Regions from separate parts of the Mus musculus genome. Here region 1 is linked to region 2. Evidence: chromatin contacts called from public HiChIP or PLAC-seq data. All regions are on one chromosome and are shown on one strand. Each heading gives the region's core, a stretch centred on a gene start, on an enhancer-like site or on the middle of the called end of the contact. The rest is flanking DNA. Distances are from core to core; before and after follow the strand shown.

Evidence for each region. HiChIP or PLAC-seq counts read pairs in DNA pulled down with a chosen protein or histone mark.
Region 1: an H3K27ac HiChIP or PLAC-seq map of microglia shows a contact between it and region 2, with 4 times the contacts expected there. The contact joins the promoter of E330020D12Rik here to the promoter of Colgalt2 in region 2. A contact is called at or near these places in 1 of 39 promoter capture datasets (hippocampal neurons) and 1 of 115 datasets of contacts at active chromatin or transcription factors (microglia).

The regions. Positions count from the first base shown.
Region 1 is chr1:153,412,898-153,415,597 of GRCm38.p6, reverse strand. It overlaps E330020D12Rik (Riken cDNA E330020D12 gene), which reads left to right and starts at 1,365. Exons shown (of 4, transcript NR_033736.1): 1 at 1,365-1,453.
Region 2 is chr1:152,398,527-152,401,226 of GRCm38.p6, reverse strand. It overlaps Colgalt2 (collagen beta(1-O)galactosyltransferase 2), which reads right to left and starts at 1,360. Exons shown (of 12, transcript NM_177756.4): 1 at 830-1,360. The coding sequence starts at 1,089.

The sequences.
Region 1 (2,700 bases), core at 116-2,615, 1.0 Mb before region 2:
AATCTTGAGCCGGACATGGTGGCACATGCCTTTAATCCCAGCACTTGGAAGGCAGAGGCAGGCGGATTTCTGTGTTCGAGGCCAGCCTGGTCTACAAAGTGAGTTCCAGGACAGCCAGAGCTATGCAGAGAAACACTGTCTTGAACCCCACCCCCCACCCCCAAATGCAAATCTTTCTAAAGGTGACATTAGCTTATGACTTGGTTGCTTAGGTATCGAATTGTATGTGAAAATGCATGGGTTGCTTGGCACATATTTATAAAACAAGAAGAGAAAAACATGGATTGAGAGGAGAGCAGTGTATCTTGGGGGCAGGGGGCAGGATAGATGTAGGGACCATTGCTATACCGCAGTTGGTAAAGTTACTGGCCACACCCAGCCAGAGGGCCTGCTTGTGATCTTTGAGGGTCACGTGGTAGAAAGGGAACTGAAAATGATCCTCTGACAGACACTTGTGTGCTAAGGAGAGCGTATCTACACATAGACAACATGAATAAAATTATTTTAGGCCAGGCATAGTGGGACATCTCATCAATCCCAGCACTTGAGAGGCAGAGTCAGGTGGATCTCTGAATTCAAGGCCAGCTTGGACTACATAGCAAGTTCCGGAAGAGCCAGGGTTATATAAACAGACCCGAGCTATATAAATAAATGAATAAATAAATAAATGTCATAAAACAAACAAACAAAACCTATCGCTCTCAAACTCATCCCTGCTCCAGAACCTTCCTTATCTCTAGGGATTGTTGCTAGGAGACTGGAAAGGCACAGACAAACTCTGATGAACATTGGGAGTGCTGAGTATTGGAAATGAAATGTGGTAGGTTTTTGAGTAGGGCTGAAATACAGTTGTAAGCTTTTGAGTATGTACCAGAAACGGCGAAGGTGTTTTACAAAAGGAAATGGAACGAGGTTGTTATGCTATGAAAAGAGATGTATTTACCAAAATGATTGACAGTGACTGGCTACAGGATAGTCATACTCAGTCGAGTGTTATAAAAGCAGAAGTGAGTTCACGTGGGCTGGGACTTGGAGTTAGAGAGACAAGAGGAGACACACTCCGGACAGCCACCACAAAACTCCACACAGGGAGGCTCATTTCGACTGGCCCAGAGCCCAGAGGATAAGTCAAGTAAGCATTTGTCAGTGCCTGTAGGCAGCCGGGCGCCTAAAAGATGGCGCCGGCCTCCTGTACACTGTCGCCATAAACAATGCCACTGCGCAGGTGCTAGCCCAAATCTGGCGCCAACCCCTCCCGAGCGGGTGCATACAAATCAAAGGGGCAGCAGACTGACCAATCCCAGGAGGACACATAGCTCTCCCCAGTGCTGGGGTGTATATAAGCTGTCCTCCCTGGGTTTCCGGAGTTCCCGTAGCAGCATCGAGGTGTTCCTGAGATAAAGAAGGCTGTTGAGAAGAATCGGACCGTGTTGCGTTTTTCTTGCTGGACGAGGTGAGCGCAACAAGTGCCTCTGGCATTTACAAGATGTTTCTATATAGTGTCCTTATAGTGCAGCTTCCTGGCATTTTTCTGTGTTTTACAATGATGATTTGGGAAGAATACTTATGGATTTCTTTCATCTTTTCATTTGAAGATTTATCTTCAATTACCGCATATTTCAATATCTGCATCTTTTCATTTGAAGATTTATCTTCAATTACCGCATATTTCAATATCTGCATCTTTTCATTTGAAGATTTATCTTCAATTACCGCATATTTCAATATCTGTTACAAGTGTGTGTTAACAATTGTCTAAAACTCTAAGATCTGACAGCCTAACCCAGACGTATGTGAAGACGAAACCATACCAATGTGCATAAAATAAAAACAATAAAATATATTGGGGCCTGGGGAGATGGCTCAGCGATTAAGAGCACGGACTGCAGTTCCAGACATCATGAGTGCAAATCCCAGCAACCACATGGTGGCTCACAACCATCTGTAACGGCGTCTGATAACATCTTCTGGTGTGTCTGCAGACAGCAACAGCGAGAATGCACTCACATTTATTAAATAAATTAATCTTTAAAAAATAAAAAATAAATGATAGTAAATGCAGTCTCTGTTGTCATCTACTCTGGTGGTAAATACAGGCCGCTGAGAAGGGGAAGGGGACTGAGTGGGTGGCTGTTCTCACAGACAGAGAACGGCATGAGCTGCTCTCACGGATACACTGACACTTGTTCTGGGCAGTCAGAGCACTTGGAAATAGCAATAGCTACTCTATTGAGGGAATTGAGGCTTTGGGAAATTCATTTCTTACTGTGCCACCCTGGCAGAGGCGAGGAAGGAAAGCTGGGTCTTTGTTCTGGTGGATCAGTTGACCACCCTTTTGTACACAGTGCTCATTGTATCCATTGGGTACAGCAGTTCTCACTGTGAATAAGACCCTTCAGCAATGCAGCAGGCATGCAGGAAGACACACTATATGCAGACAGTGTTCATGTCTGTACATGTGCACTGAAATTCAGACTGGGAGCTCTGTTTCAGTCTTTAGTTGGTTTCATCTTGGCATTTTGTGCATTATTTGCAAAACAGAAAGTTGGATGTCACATGACTATAAAAACTCTGATATGGGCTGAAGAGAAGGCTCGGCAGTTAAGAGCACTGACTGCTCTTCTGAAGGTCCTGAGTTCAAACTCCAAATTCCAGTAGCCACAGTGTGGCTCACAACCATCCATAATAAGATCTGACACT
Region 2 (2,700 bases), core at 111-2,610:
ATTCCAGGATGGCTCTAGCTTTTAATCTCAGGAATAAGGGAGGATTGCCTAACAATCGGACAGCTTGTCTTCCCTGGCCAGATTTTACTTTCTCTGCAGACCATCTAGAGCTTGCCTGCCCGACTCCACCACGAATGCTTGGATTTAAAGGTGTGGAACTGGATGGACTGAGGTCTACGGGAGGAAGGGACAGACTTCCATTGATTCCCTGTCCTGATCCACAGCAAACACAAAGGGACCAAGCATAGAATTCTTTAGCCTGAAGACAAAACTTGACTGTTTATCCTCCCAATGATGGCTCCAATGGCCCATCATAGACCCTAGGGCACCTCAGTACAGTTTGCATCTGCAGTGGGAACGTGTCTCAGGAGGCTGAACAGGCAGGGACCTTCTGGAGCTCCCAAGAAAAGACCAGCCCACAGTGTGGTGTGATTGGAAAGACTCCAAACAAAGTTTCAAAATCTCCATCCCTGAGTTCAGATAACCCAGGGGAGGACCAGAAGCCGAGTTACTCAGAGAGCAGACTCCTAGCACCTGCAAGTCCGGGTGACTCACTCTCCATCTCCCAAGTCTCTGTGGACCCCTTTCCTGCCTTAGTTAATTAAGTTCTGTGTCTCGCATCTGGAGAAGACACTCTCTCCCAGTAGAAACCAGGAAGAGGAGGGGGATGAGGAAAGTCAAGGTCTCCAGATTCTCGTCCATAGGTTTTCTCATCTCCCTCCCGGCCCCACCACTCTCTCAGTCCAGGACCCACGCGGGCAGCAAGGGAGTGTGCGCAGCAAGCTGCCCTCATCTTCCCCGCGGTGGCCCAGGACCCCTACCCGCTCACCAGATAGCCATCCTGCTCTTGGGGTAGTCCAGCCGTTCCAGGCAGCCGAGGAAGTAAGGCAGCGTATGCGCAGCGTTGCGGGCGAGAACGACCACGAACACCGTGGGTTTCTGCGGGGGCGACTCGGGGAACGCCACCGTTTCCTCTCCGTCCTCATCCGAGTCGGGCTCGGCGGCGAAGCGCGCCCGGCAGCCGAGGCGGAGCAGGGCGGAGGACAGCAGGAACAGCGCGCAGGCGACAGTGGCGAGGCGCGCAGCCATGTTCCGTAGCCGGCGGGAGGCGGCGATGCTGCCAGCGGCGCCGGGGATGCGGCTGCCCCGGGACGGCGGGAGCGTGCACCGGCACTGATTTCTGAGGCTCGCAGGACCCGCCGCCGACCAGCCTTGACCTGAGTCCCCTGTGCACCGACTCCCTGCCACCCGCGCTTGCCCCGCGCTCCGCCCTGCAGACAGGTCGACTCCGGGAGGCTGATCTTCCCGAGTTCCAGGGAAAGTTCCCCTAGTCCAGGCTGCGCTTGTACAGCTGAGGTCTGCGGCTTCCTCCAGAGCTGTGAGGTGTGGCCCTGTCTGCCAATGGGAGAGTGTGTGTGTGTGTGTGTGTGTGTGTGTGTGTGTGTGTGTGTGTGTGTATACATAACGGTACAACCCCAAGAAAATTTATTCTGCTTTTTCTAACCGCAGTCTGAAGTTCTTCACAGTGACGCGATGTATCCAGGGCTTTATAATGCACCTATTGACAGATTAGAGTTCTAAAACTGGAGGTCTCCTCAACCACCCAGGACTGTGAGAAACAATGTTATAACATCTACAGAGGCAGAATGCTTGTATTCCATAGACATACAACTTCTGAAAAATTGAAGACTTGGAGAATTTTAGACCTCAAATCAGAACCCTGAAAATAATAGCTCCGAATGGATCACTCTTCTGGAGCCTCTTTTCTTTTCTTTTCTTTTCTTTTCTTTTCTTTTCTTTTCTTTTCTTTTCTTTTCTTTTCTTTTCTTTTCTTTCTTTTCTCTTCTCTTCTCTTCTCTTCTTGTCTTTTCTTTCTCCCTCCCTCCCTTCCTCTCTCTCTCTCTCTCTCTCTCTCTCTCTCTCTCTCTCTACCTCCCTCCCTCCCTCCCTCCCTCTCCCTCTCCCTCTCTCTCTCTCTCCTTTCTTTTTTTCTTCCCAAGAAAGGTTGCAGTAAGAACTTTATCTCTCAAGTCCAAGGAGCACCTTCCTAAGTGAGGAGATGAAAAGGAAGATTCACATGCCCCCCCCCCCCCCTTAATCACGCAAACTGACAAAGAGTGGGAAGATCAGCACAAGTCAAAGAGAAGAGAGAGAATGAAGGCCAGAAGACAGGGCCAAGGTAGAACACAAAACACAATCATTTGACAAAATGTTTAAGCAGCTGGAATACTCAGCTAGAGGTTATTTACTTTGAAGATAACACAGGGACCAGAGTAAACTGTGGCATGAAATCCACAGCCTTTACCCTGTGTGCAGGCTGAACTAGGGGCCCTGCAAGTTCATGACCTTCACTGCCAGGCCAACCAGCCCCAGCTCTGACACACTGTCTTTTACTGTGTTGTCCCTTCTCCATAACTGTTGGAAGGCCTCAACTTGCTCTTCTCTGCTCTCCAAACCTTCAACTGGTCCATTTGTAGCAACTCTCTTCTCTCATCCTAAAACTTAGACCATTCTCACGTCCTTCAAACAAACAAACACTTTTTATAAGCATCAGTAGACATTGTGGCCAGGCTCCCCATTCCAACACTAAGGAGGTAGAGACAGGAATCAGGGGTTCAAGGTAACCTTAGCTACCTACATGTCACAATGTCATGTAACCTGGGCTATGTAAAACCCTGCTTCTGAAACAAAATTAACAAC